3 separate regions of the Zea mays genome follow, and all the other regions are linked to region 1. A link is a contact called in public Hi-C data. All regions are on one chromosome and are shown on one strand. The core of a region is the stretch at or near the end of the contact, and the rest is flanking DNA. Distances in the headings are between cores, read along the strand shown. Region 1 holds the start of LOC103640485. Region 2 holds the start of LOC100273788 (transcriptional regulator of RNA polII SAGA subunit). Region 3 has its middle 34 kb from the start of LOC100279086.

Region 1 (4,401 bases), core at 631-3,130:
TTGTTCCCCGTAGCCTGAGCTAGCTAGGAGTAGGGTAATGATGCCCCCCTGTGACGTGGTCGGTCCGAGCCCTAGGTCGGACGAGGCGGAGGCTCCTCCAAGGTCGAGGTCGAGTCCGTCTTCCGAGGTCGAGGCTGAGTCCGAGCCCTGGGGTCGGGCGAGGCGGAGTCCGTCTTCCGAGGTCGAGGTTGAGTCCGAGCCCTGGGTCGAGCAAGGCGGAGACCGTCTTCCGAGGCCGAGGCTGTGTCCGAGCCCTGGGGTCGGGCGAGGCGGAGTCCGTCGTCCAGCGTCGAGGTTGAGCCCGAGCCCTGGGGTCGGGCGAGGCGGAGCTTCCTATGGCGCCCGAGGCTGGACTTAGCTGCTGTCAGCCTCACTCTGTCGAGTGGCACAGCAGTCGGAGCGACGCAGGCGGCGCTGTTTTCTTGTCAGGTCGGTCAGTGGAGCGGCGAAGTGACTGCAGTCACTTCGGCTCTGTCGACTGAAGAGCGCGCGTCAGGATAAGGTGTTAGGCGATCCTTGCATTAAATGCTCCTGCGATACGGTCGGTTGGTGTGGCGATCTGGCCAAGGTTGCTTCTCTGCGAAGACTGGGCCTCGGGCGAGCCGAAGGTGTGTCCGTTGCTTGAGGGGGCCCTCGGGCAAGACGTGAATCCTCCGGGGTCGGCTGTCTTTGCCCGAGGCTGGGCTCGGGCGAGGCGAGATCGTGTCCCTTGAGTGGACTGAGCCTTGACCTTAATGGCGCCCATCAGGCCTTTGCAGCTTTGTGCTGATGGGGGTTACCAGCTGAGATTAGGAGTCTTGGGGGTACACCTAATTATGGTCCCGACACAGCCTAATACTAGTAAGGCCGTCTTCAGCAGGCCGTGTAAACGAGCATGAATAAGTATTGATTTGTACTATAGATTACATTGTTTGTAATAAGAAGTTTAAGATAGAGAGTCTAGTTGAGATAATCTAACTAGTATGAGAGACAGACAGAGAGCAAACTTCGTTAGTGAATATACTATATTAATACTAACACTACAGTCCAATAGCATTTAGGTACATTTTTACTTGCTTGCTTTCGCCTGTTATTAGTTCTATTAAAAAGTTCAAAGCCATTTCAGCCTAAAACAAACTAGCTTCAGAAAATGAAGGGAAAACAACGAACTTAAAATGCATCTATTTGTTTATATTTTCCGGCCAGGTGAGATGGCATATCTCCACGAAATTAAAAGGGGAAATCAAAGGGCATGATGGCATATGGGGGGGCGCCTCTTTGAGCTTTCGGTGGAGATTAAAGAAAAAAATAAAGGTAGCCGGAGACAGACAGTGCGAATGAATCTAAATCTAAGCAGGATTAGAAGGAGCGGTGTGGTACTGTGGCGTCTTCCTCCATCTCCAATTCTCCATCCAGCGGGCAATGGGAAACGTCGGCGTGCTGGCTAGCCGCCGTCAGGGCCGCCCGAAGCTTCTCTAACGGCGCCGTCAGGGCGCGGCGCGGGCCCACGTGCCAGGGCTGGCTAGTCAGTCGCTGCGCTGCGCTGCGCTGCTGTGCTGTGCTGTGCTGCGTGCGAGACGTACTGTCCTGTCCTGCCTGTACCTGGTGTGTAGTAGGTCAAGACACCCCCTTTTTTTCCCCTCTCTGTAGTTGCTTGCTGTTGCCACTTGTGCTGGGAAAAATCCGAGCAAAGCTAAAGCCCAATGCAAAGAGGGCCGGAAGCAGAAGATAGCTCATCTTCGTCTAGATTGCCGGCTGTAACGTCTCGCGTCTAATAATGCTAGTACCCTCTAATCTAACCCTAAATCCACATCAAGGTATCCTAGACCGACCCAAAACTACATCAAAAAAGCGAGACAGAGAGAGAGAAAAAGCAGCAGGTTGCAACTTGCAACCCTAGAACTAGGAGGAGCCAGCACTAGGGTAGGCGGTAGGCGGTAGCCTCACCAAGGGCGGTGACGGGAAAACCTAGCAGTATAACCCCTGCTCGCAGTCGTCCACACTCCCGCTGCTTCACGCAGTCGGCGCCTCCACTCTGCTCCCTCGCTCGCCGTCTTCTTCCATCCAGGCCCCTCAGCTTTCCCTGTTTCCCATATATTCTCGCGCGGCTCCACGCTCTCGCTCTCCACACTCCACACCGCAGACGCCTGGGGGGCGCTCCTACTCCTCCTCTAGGGAAGGAGGGGCTCGAGGTTCCACCAATTCGCCGACAGGTCCCTTGCGTGCCATCCCCGCCGCGCGCGCAGCTCCAGAGGCCTCCATCCCATCCATGGACGCCAAGAGGCAGGGCTTCTTCTCCGCGCTGCGGGAGGAGGTGGCGCGCGGGCTGTCGCCGGGGCGCGCGCGGCGGCGGTCGGCGTCCAACGCCGCGGAGGTGGCGGCGGCGCTGCGCCGCCTCGGGGGCGGCGGCGAGGCGCTCGCGCCGCTCATGGAGGGCCCGGATCCGGAGGCGGGCCCCGGCGCGACCTGCGGCGGCTCCGCGAGGAAGGAAGGCGGGTGGGGGCGGTGGGTGCGCGGCCAGCTCCAGCTCACGCGCGCGCCGGCGCTGGAGGCCGGGGCCGGAGCTGGCTCCGGCGCCGCCGCCGCCGCCGCCGCCGCCGGCAGGCGCAACGACCTCAGGCTGCTGCTCGGCGTCATGGGCGCGCCGCTCGCGCCCGTGCACGTCTGCGCCGCTGAGCCGCTGCCGCACCTCAGCATCAAGGACACCCCCATTGTAAGAAACTACGAACCAGAGCTCTTCCGCCTACATACTCCATGCCTCTTCCGCCTGCGTGCTCTACTGCTCTCGCTCTAGATTGGACCCCAACCGCAACCGGGTGGCTGCTCGGTGGAATTCCGGAACCGAAAAAAGGTGACCTTTTGGGGGGAGGGGTTGCGGTTGCGGCGTCGAGATTTGGGTTCTCGGTAGCTAAAATGCGCCTCCAATCCAGCTGCTGTCTTCTTCTCCTGAGCTTCCCTGCTCCAGTTTGCCGTCCGAAGCTTTTGTCCCCATGTCCCATGTCTACTACTCTGACATCTCGCTCGGCAGTCGGCAAACCTTGTTGCCTGGGCTCTCTATGGTAAAAATTGGGGGCATCCTTGATGTGATGCGTTTTGGAGAGTTCTTGCATCTCTCCTAAACCACATTGCGGCTGTAAAGGTGGCTTCCCTTACCTGTTTTGACATGACAGGCAACGGACGGATGTTTCCCGTAACCGTTTCCTGTTTTTTTCCCAAAGAAAATACATTTGCTGTAAATTTCGGTTTTTTTATTAGTGCGTATTGTAACCGTATAACTCATGGCGTATTGTACGCGCGCGCGCAGGAGACGTCGTCGGCGCAGTACATACTGCAGCAGTACCTGGCGGCGTCGGGCGGGCAGAGGCTGCTGTCCTCCATCCGCAACTCGTACGCCATGGGCAAGGTGCGGATGGTGGCGACCGAGTTCGAGGCGGGCGGCCGCGTCGTCCGGAACCGCATGGCGGCGCAGCGCGCCGAGCCCGGGCGCTTCGTGCTGTGGCAGATGGCGCCCGAGATGTGGTATATGGAGCTGGCCGTGGGCGGGAGCAAGGTGCACGCCGGCTGCAACGGCAAGCTCGTCTGGCGCCACACCCCCTGGCTCGGCGCGCACTCCGCCAAGGGCCCCGTGCGCCCGCTCCGCCGCGCTCTGCAGGTGAGCCACAGCACGCCCGTCCGTCCCCGTACGCTGCGTGTGCCGTCCGTGTTTCAGAGGAACGTTAAATCTGAGTGAGACTCTCTGCTGCTCTCGTCCTTGCGTTTTCGTAATTCGTAGGGCCTGGACCCGCTGACGGCGGCGAGCATGTTCGCCGGCGCGCGGTGCATCGGCGAGAGGAAGGTTAACGGGGAGGACTGCTTCATCCTGAAGCTGAGCGCGGACCCGGAGACTCTTCGGGCGCGCAGCGAGGGGCTGGCGGAGATCATCCGGCACGTGCTGTTCGGCTACTTCAGCCACAAGTCCGGACTCCTCGTGCACCTGGAGGACTCGCACCTGACCCGGATCCAGTCCGCCACCGGCGGCGACGCGGTGTACTGGGAGACGACCATCAGCTCGTCCGTCGAGGACTACCGCGCCGTGGACGGCGTGGTGGTGGCGCACGCCGGGCGGTCCGCCGTGACCCTGTTCCGGTTCGGCGAGGCGGCCGTGGGGCTGGGCCACACCAAGACCCGCATGGAGGAGGCGTGGACCATCGAGGAGGTGGCGTTCGACGTCCCCGGCCTCTCCGCCGACTGCTTCATCCCGCCCACCGACGTCGGGCCCGGCTCCGTCAGCGAGGCCGCCGAGCTCCCGCGGGGCGAGCGGAGCAAGGCCGCCGCCGGCCTCGTCCTCCCGTGCCACCGCGCTAGGGTCGCCGCGCTCGAGAAGGCCGACGACGGTGGCGTCGCGTGGAGCGGCGCCCTGCAGCTCGGGTGCAAGTGATTCGT
Region 2 (4,401 bases), core at 1,355-3,854, 220 kb before region 1:
CGAAAAAGTTGTGACGCACTAAGTGTAGAAACCTATTCGGTCTATATTGAAACTCTATGATTTCATGTTACGCCACTTAGGTTTCTATACATAGTGCGTCATAACTTTCTCAAAACATTCTCAATTTTTTATCACAACCTCTACATATGTATCATGATATGTGGACAAGTTTCATGATTTTCTGACTTTGTTTGTGTTTTATACAATTTTTAAACAACTTGATGACAAGTTCACGGTCATGTTTCGTGAGCATGATGCTCGAAAATTCCGGTCTGCTTCTAAAATCGGTCGTAACTTGTGCTAGGTAACAGGAATATCATTTTTGCATTAACAGTTTTCTATTTTTCGAGTGACTTGCAGTTCAGATATGAATTATCAGAGGGAATTCAATGAAACGAACAAAATCTAATAGCTATAGAAAATAGTTTTATAATTGTGCCAAAATGGAACATGTAAGTCTACACAGTGTAGGAACAAGCCACAAAAATTTTGGTTGAAAAAAGAAAAATGGAAATAAACTTTCCCGAGTGTCCACGTAAGGCACTCGACAAAGTATGGTTTGTCGAGTGTCGCCCGGCCCGACACTCGGTAAATTTTTTTTAAAAAAATATTAAAATAATCTGTGTCGAGTGCTTGTTAGTGGGCACTTGGCACATCGCACTTTGCCGAGTGACCGCGATCTAGCACTCGGCAAAGTATTTTTTATTATTAAAAAAAATCTTTGTCGAGTGCTCGATCGCGGGCACTCGGTAAAGAACGTTTTAATAGCTGTTACAGCGCCCTCACTCACTATCTCTCTCTCACTCTCACTCAATCTCGCTCGTCGCCGCCCCTCGCCCCCACCACCGTCGTCGTGCCGTAGGTCGCCCACGCGCACCGCCGTCGCGCCGTCGTCCGCACCCGCCGCCGCCGCCACCATCGCCGGCCCGGCACCGTCCCGTCTTCTACCCCGGTCCCTCTCCGACGAATTTAGTGAGTATAATAAGTTTAATTAGTTTAGTATGTGTTTATTTAGTTTATAGTATATGTGTTTAGTGAATTTAGTGACTTTAGTGAGTTTAATTAGTTTAGTATGTGTGTTTAGTGAGTTTATACTATATGTTTGTAGTGAATTTAGTGACTTTAGTGAGCTTAATTAGTTTAGTATGTGTGTTTAGTGAGTTTATACTATGTGTGTCAATTCGGCATAATGTGATGGTGGATATGGATGTCGTTGAAATATGTGTGAATGTCAGTCATCGTGCTGCTAGTTTTATTTGCAGGTTTTGGAAACCTCCCTTTGTAGGGGAGATGCTGCCGAATTTTTTTGTTCATAGAATTGTTTATTTTTTACATAGATCTTCCTAGCGTTGTGGGTCTACCTGCACCACTTTGCGTCGCCACTACACCGACCCACCACTGCTCCGCTAGCCTGACTCCACCGCCACCCTAGGCATACATATTAGAAGGTAGGAATGTAGTGTACATTTTATATTATACTATACTCGGTTATATATGTTAGATGATAAATGACCGTGAGTAGATGTACACGAGTCGTATAGGAAGAAATTATGTCACACCTGAATGGATTAGAAAGACCGATGATTTCGTGGAACGGGCATATGGCGAAGCTGCTAAAGGAGCTACACTAGTCTCATGCCGTGCAGCAAATGTGCTAGGCTGGTGGACACTCGGCGAAGAGGGAAACCCTTTGTGGAGTGTCACCTAATGTACTCGGCAAAGGAATTCTCTTTGCCGAGTGTCATCTAGTACACTCGGCAAAGGCGTCGTCTCATTCACCGGCCGCTGTGACGGCGCCTTTTTTTTGCCAAGTACCGAATTGCCGAGTGCCCGATAATAAGTACTTGACAAAGAAGCAGTTGCCGATGTACAGTTCGCTGAGCTCTATTTGTCGAGTGTCACACTCGGTAAAACCTTCACCGAATGTTTTTTAGGCTTTACCGAGTGCTTCAGACACTCGGCAAAGAACATATTTCTGGTAGTGTACGCTAGCATTCTCGTTCGGCCAGAAAGAGGAGAAAAGACGGTGCACGTAGGCACTGTAGCTTCGTTGCGTGCACAACTGCTGAAATTTGCATTGGTAGATCCATCGAAGGATTAGCCGATTAGGAGCGGCAAACACGCATTGATGACGTAATTAACAAAGTGATATTTATGGTCATAATATGATATTTGTGGTCATAAAGTTATATTTTACCCTTCTATTCTTTCAACATAATTTAACTTATTAATCTAAGAGGGAACAAACAAATCTTTAATTAACATAGTTTTCATGAACAGCAAGTGCAGTGTCAGTGAAAACATACGAGATTCATCTGTAGTTAATAGGTTACCACATGGATACACCATTGTTTTAAAAGGGAAAATAATTTTTTTGACATCCTTATCAGCTCTATAAAAATAAAAAATAAACTACAATAAAACTGTACAATAGATGTTTAATTTAATTTTATTTATTTTATATGACGCATAGCAGTTTTTAAAAACAATGCCCTAAAATTCTTGACTGACAATGACTAATGCGCTATAGTGATGGCCTAATACGGCACGTGCGGACGTGCCAAGCTGACACAACAAGTGACAACCAGCGAGGCAGCGAACCGCAAGAACAACTCCCAGTTCGCTACGCGCTCACCGAACCTGACGTTCAGGACCCACAAGCTGGTGACACATTAACCCACCAAATAGCGTCACCCACCACTGTTCGTCGTCCGCAAACCAATAATTTGGGGAGAAAATTCCCAATTACGGCGGGCAAAGAGAGTGATAGAGAGGAAATATTTTTTCTCTCTCTCTCCAATTTTTCACCCCCAATTCTGACTCGCCAGCGGCGCCACCATCTCGCCGGAATCCTAGTCGAGGTGAGTCCCCACGCAATCCGCTTCGTTTCGCCCTCAATTCTTTTTACCGCCGCCCCCAATTCGAGCCGCTCCACGCGGTTCCCCCGCACGGATTTGGTCGGAGACTCTGAGCTCGCCCCCGATCGGAGAATCCGCGTCCGGGCTTGCTCGGAGCTTGATTCTATCAGCAGCGCCGCTGAATTGGGCCGTGGAGCGGCCTCCCGAGTTCGTGTGCTTCCGTGCTGAATTGCTGTTTCTGGATCTGGTCCGGCAGGTGTTGGTAGCGTCGGGCCGTGGTCGGGAGCCCGCTTGTCGCGGCGAGCTCGACCGCCGCGGATCGCTGGAGCCCGTGGGCGGCGGCGGCGGAGGCTAGGGTTTGCTGCTCTACCCGGAGCAGCTAGCGGGCCAGATCGTCCGGCCGGCGGGGCTGCATATATTTTGTGCCTTTCGCCGGCGAGATATCGATGCAGCCGCGGTCGAAGAAGTTCGGCCGCGTGGACACGGTCCAGCTCAAGGCGCAGATCGTGAGGCGGCTGGGGCCCCAGCGCGCCGAGCTCTACTTCCGCAGCCTCACCAAGTTCCTGGGCTGCCAGCTCGGCAGGGACGAGTTCCAGAAGGCCTGCGCTGCTGCATTGGGGAAGGAGAACGTCAGGCTGCACACATCCCTCGTCCAGTCCATTCTCCGCAACGCGTGCGTGTCGGACGGGCCGCCGCCGAGCGCGCAGGCCGCCACCGGAAACTCGCAGACGAGCACGGCGGTGTCCAATGGGACGCTCACCAGTGGCTTACCGCCGCCGGTGACGAGAGCGAGGCCGCCCCTGACTAAGTGGTCCGGTGATAAGCCGAGCCCGATTGGGAAGTCTCCTCTCGGTCATCGTCCGGGGACTGCGCGGGAGTTCGTGTCGGCTGGGACTGGGAGCAAAGCTTTGCAGGAGGTTGTCTCCGTGGAGGATGGCGAGGAGGTCGACCAGGCCCGTGGTGGTAGTGGTAGTCCAGTCTGCGTGCAGAGCCGAAGCCCCATCAGGCCCCCGCTGGGCGTTCTAAAGGCTCAGGATCCTGAGCCTTCGACGTCGGACGTGTGCTACAACAACGGTGAGCTGCCAGATTCTCAGTCACTGTCGAAGCTACTTGACGAAAGGTTGAAGGCTCAAGGTCTCAGCGTACCCAAAGAGTGTGCTGATGTCTTGAACTCTGGGTTGAATGCATACATGAGCCGAATGCTGAAGGCATGTCTAGGCGTTGCGAAAGCAAGGGGAAGAGTCAGCAAGACGACGCGCCAAGCGAATGGCCGTGGCCGTGGCCGTGCTGTTGCTTCAGTAAATAGTGGGCTGATCAACGGCTCTCCTTTGGAACCAAGCTGCTGCTACCAGGCTTCGTTGCTCGATCTCTCGACGGCAGTGCTATCAAATGCTCGGTTAGCGGGGCGCGTGGAGATCCGCGAGAAGATTTCTTCCCATCTCCACAGCAGATAAGGGAGCGGCTAGTTTCCACCACGTTTTTTTTTTTTGGCGAACAGTATAGTGGACTGATCGAGTTTAGGATGAGAGGCAGAGTGTGGTTT
Region 3 (4,401 bases), core at 929-3,428, 140 kb before region 1:
CAGACCGCATATAGGATATGAATGGGCATTGGTGCACTGTGCAAAGTATAAAAAAAGGACGGTCAGAAGAATCCTCTTTCTTCAATATTAGGTATATAGATGTGGCAAAATAGAACAACAGTAGTATAGTATAACAGCTGCTGGCTAGTGGCTAGTGCATGTCTTTCATGCTTTTTCTATCAGGCGGACAATTGTCATGTTGCCCGCTTGGACAACAACTCTTCAAGATTTGCGGCTTTGACAAACCAAATCTTTGCCGATCCACCTTTCTGCATGTTTTTTTTCAGCGAAAGTCGGGGGCATTTTACATGAGTCCTCACGGATTTGTTGGGATTATAATCTACTAAAATTATACAATCTAACAAATTTTAAACTAACACTTAATTAAAAATGTTAATTAAAATTTGTTAAATTATATAATCTAGATAGATTATAATTCTAAAACAAACACCCTACGAGGGTATGTTGGGTTAGAGGGGATTAAGAAGAATTAGAGTGAATTAAATCCCCTTCTATTTAAATTTAAAACTCTATCCATTTATCGCTAACCGAATAAGCCCCGAATAGCATTGGTGTCTTCTGATGCCGATAAATTTCGAAAAATCTAGTGTAAAATACTGTTTATACACTGTTTATAGGAGTTGCTGACACCTGTGTGTAACGATGCTGACACCGGCGAACGTTTGGGTTGGCTTCCCTAACAGGAGGACGTGGCTGCAGGCGTTTCAGAGTTCTTCAGGACCGTCTATATGCTGGAAGGAGTTAATTAACCGCACGTGTATAGTTCTCATTCCGAAAACCTCAACGTCCAAGTAAACTTCAAGGGCACAGACCGATAAGCATTTGTAACGTTATCTGTAAGGGTGGTGTCTGAATGCTTGATGAATCGGCTCTGATCGACCTGTCCTACACGATATCATTTGTCTTTCAACCAAAGTGCCTTTCTTCCTGGAAGAATGATTACTGATAATGCACTAATAGCCTTTGAGTGCTTGCGTACGTACTATAATTAGTCCTGTGAATATGTCACGAGTACGACGCAAAAGTAGGAGCCTAAAGTACGACCCGACACGAAAAAATATGCACTAGGCTAGCACGACATGAAGACGAGTCTAGGCCGGGTCTTAAATTCTAGCCCATCGGGCCCCAGCACGGTCCGTACAGATGGACCGGGTTTAGGCCGACACGGCCCAATAAAGTCTATGTTGTTTAATTTCTTTAATTTATTAAGTTATAGGTTTTATATTGTTGTGATATTTGGACTTTATGTGGTCAAATAATGCTAGCATTGTTTAATATCTTTAATTTAGTAAGCTATGAATTTTACATGGTTGTAATATTTTAATTTTATGTGATCAAATATATAGGTCGGGCTTGGGCCGGGCACGGTCCAACGAAGCACGACATAATTTAGGGCCGAGCCGGACCACTGTTTTAAACTTCGGTTGGTATGGCACGGTCCAAAAAAAATTAGAGTTTCTTGGCCCGAACCCATTTGACACGAAGCACGATAGACTTGAGCCGGGCCGAGCCGGCCCAATTCCTAGCACTAACTATAATGCATGCTCGATGCTGCTTGCTGTGGCTTTCATCTATGTTCGCTGCAGTCATAACTTCTACAATATTTTGTCTATATCGATCCGTTGACGTTTTTATGAACAAGCTAGGCTTCCAAAGTGAGTGAGTGCGGTGTGTCATGTATGGCATGACATCTGCGTACTACTCAATCCACTTAAGACCTTGTTCGGTTGCATGCTGAAGGGACTGAAAGGAATGAAATCCCTCTATTTAATTTTGATGAGTAAGGTACTAATCCTTGCCAATCCCTTTTAATCCATTCTAATAGAACAAGCCCTAATGGACGCCAAGATGATCTATTATCTCCATATCTACTTTTGTTGTTTGTCATGGATGGCCTCTCTCGGTAGACCAACAGGAAAATCTGAGACGACAGTTTAGATGAGCTTAGAATTTGCAGATGTCGTCATGGAGGAAGGAAGGAGAGGGGAGAGGAGAGGCACTTCATTATCTTATTGGAGAAAAATAAGAAAATAAGAGGAGTCACTAATACACTTCCAACTAAAATAGTGGGCCGGTTGTCGGTTCGGGCCTAAGTGGCTGGGAGCCTGCAGAGAAGAAGAAGCCGAGGCCGAGCACACCCATTCTCTTGAGACGCCTACACGGGCCTGGCCCAGAATATCTTTATTCTAACGTCTCCGAGTCCGAGTACATCCTGTGGACCGTGGTCCCTGGAGCTCTTCCTTGTGGGCACCATCGCCCACGTGCGAGCAGTGGCGCTGGCTTCCTCCGCCGCCTCTGCTGCTCCGTCCATGTGTGTCATACCGTACGTGCTTGAGAGCCGGACGGCCGCACCCCTCCTCATCTCCGATCTCTGACCTGCATGGCGACCGCGGCTCATCGGCTCCCTACCGCACCGTCTCCATCCCCAACCTCTTTCTGCTTCGACAAGACGGGTTATTGGAGAGAGTACGCAGGGCTGATAATGCTAATGGTATCTATTTATTTTTTTAACTAAAATTAATTGAGAGTTTAAATAAATCATAAAAAAATATTTGAATTGTAATCCATCATCCATTACTATCCCTAGGAAGACGACACCGCCGGTGCGTCCCTAGTCTCTGGACCTCATCCTACATAACAGCAAATAGAGAAAATTTTGACGACCAGCCCTATGTCTGATAGCTGTCCTTAATCCGGTCGGATATAAGGCTAAGTTCATGTAACACCCCGTCCAATCTCTGTACCAGTGGTACTTATTTCTAGCAACTCTTTAGTATTATATATTGTCCTCACGTACCAATACAAATCTTTTATGCGCACTTTGTCTTTACTCATGCGTATCCAAGAAAACTTCCCGATCGGTCATCCATCCCAAATTGCTCCAAGCCAAGCACACTTAATTTGGAGGTTTTTTTTGAGATAGACTTCCGAAAAAAAAGATGCACCTTGTTGATATGAATACTCTATTAATTCTATTAAGGCTTGAGCCAGGATATCACCATCTCAGAGGCCAGGATATCACAATCCACCCTCCTTAGAAGACGACGTTCTCGTCGGTCAACCCCAATCCAGGAATCTTCCCCCCTTAGTCACGTCTGTGTGTCTAGTGTTGTCATATGTCATGCCATGTGACCACACTGGGCCCACATACGCAATGCACCATATAGATTTTTGTGGGTGCAGAGAGTTTTTGTGGGTGGCTAAGTAGAATAGGGTCGATCGATCTGAAGGGGTGCCCCCTAGGCCTTATATATTCGACCGTGGGGCAGTACATATGATATGATAGCAACGAGTAGCTAAAAGATAGTGAACCTCTTGAGTTTATCCCTACGTAACCTTCGCCGACTTATCCTCGCATGGCTCTGTTGCATGAGGGCTTCAGCGCGGGAAAGTCGGGTCTCTGTTGTAATCCATTCGTTCGACGTTGTGGGCCGCCTGTGTTTGCACTAATCAGTCCCACGTCTTCTTTATTGGTTGTCTTTCCCTAGGCCCACGAAAGAATGACCTTACGAATTATTGGGCCCTTGGGCTTTTCGTGAGGCCTTTTACTTCTTTAGTGGACCCAGGGGATATCTATCCCCCACATATACCTTAACCCCTAACCACACACGCCTGTGAAACCGCGAGGGTCGGCTCTCATACCACTTGTAACACCCCATCCAATCCCTGTACCAGCGGTACATACTCCTGACAGCTCTCTAGGATCATATATCGTTCTCACAGACCAACATGAGTCTTTTGTGCGCACTTTGTCCTCACTCATGCGCATGCGAGAAAACTTATCGGTCGGTCACCCATCTTAAATTGCTATAAACCAAGCACGCTTAACTTGGAGGTTCTTTTGAGATAGGCTTCCGAAAAAGAAGATGCACCTTGTTGGTATGGATACTATATTAATTCTATTAAGCCTTGGGCTTAGATATCACCATCCCAGGGGCCAGTATATCACAATCCAACATTCTGCTATGGTCGTCGGAAGTAAGTAACGTCCGACGGTTCGACCTAGGTAGTCATTGAAAATAAGGCTTGCTTCTAGGGATGAAAACGGTCGGAAACAATATTTATTTGGTGATCAGCTTTTTTAGTTTTTTCTTTGATTGAGAATAAATAGGATATATAATATATTAGATAAATTTGTATTCTTGTTTTTAACATTGAGCTTGTAGTGATTCATAAAAGGTAAACCTCAAATTTATCCTACATGTTCTCAAAAGATAGATATAAAATTCGGTATGGATTCATACACAAATTCAGTAAATTTTCACCTTTTTATTGTAGGGAGCAAATAATACATAAAACAATTTATGCAATATTTTATTCTTATTTGTTATAATGTGCTTGATAACACAAGAAAATATTAACATCAAAATTTATACATAC

Evidence for each region. A called contact is a pair of places that touch in the nucleus more often than the background predicts.
Region 2: a Hi-C map of tassel shows a contact between it and region 1, with 2.4 times the contacts expected there. The contact joins the promoter of LOC100273788 here to the promoter of LOC103640485 in region 1. A contact is called at or near these places in 2 of 25 Hi-C or Micro-C datasets (ear and tassel).
Region 3: a contact with region 1 is called in a Hi-C map of leaf, with 3 times the contacts expected there. The contact joins the enhancer-like site here to the promoter of LOC103640485 in region 1. A contact is called at or near these places in 5 of 25 Hi-C or Micro-C datasets (ear, leaf, tassel and 1 more).

Annotation. Positions count from the first base shown.
Region 1 is chr1:164,734,845-164,739,245 of Zm-B73-REFERENCE-NAM-5.0, forward strand. It overlaps LOC103640485, which reads left to right and starts at 1,881. Exons shown (of 3, transcript XM_008663085.4): 1 at 1,881-2,692; 2 at 3,284-3,631; 3 at 3,752-4,401. The coding sequence starts at 2,249. The coding sequence ends at 4,396.
Region 2 is chr1:164,518,498-164,522,898 of Zm-B73-REFERENCE-NAM-5.0, forward strand. It overlaps LOC100273788 (transcriptional regulator of RNA polII SAGA subunit), which reads left to right and starts at 2,605. Exons shown (of 2, transcript NM_001148190.2): 1 at 2,605-2,861; 2 at 3,115-4,401. The coding sequence starts at 3,305. The coding sequence ends at 4,312.
Region 3 is chr1:164,593,158-164,597,558 of Zm-B73-REFERENCE-NAM-5.0, forward strand. No RefSeq gene overlaps it. Among protein-coding and RNA genes, the nearest start is that of LOC100279086, 34 kb to the left of the region's middle. Within about 2 kb of position 2,179, at least 17 of the 20 cell types and tissues checked have an H3K27ac peak or open chromatin away from gene starts, as enhancers often do. A contact at or near this core is called in ear, leaf and tassel, where this site is marked.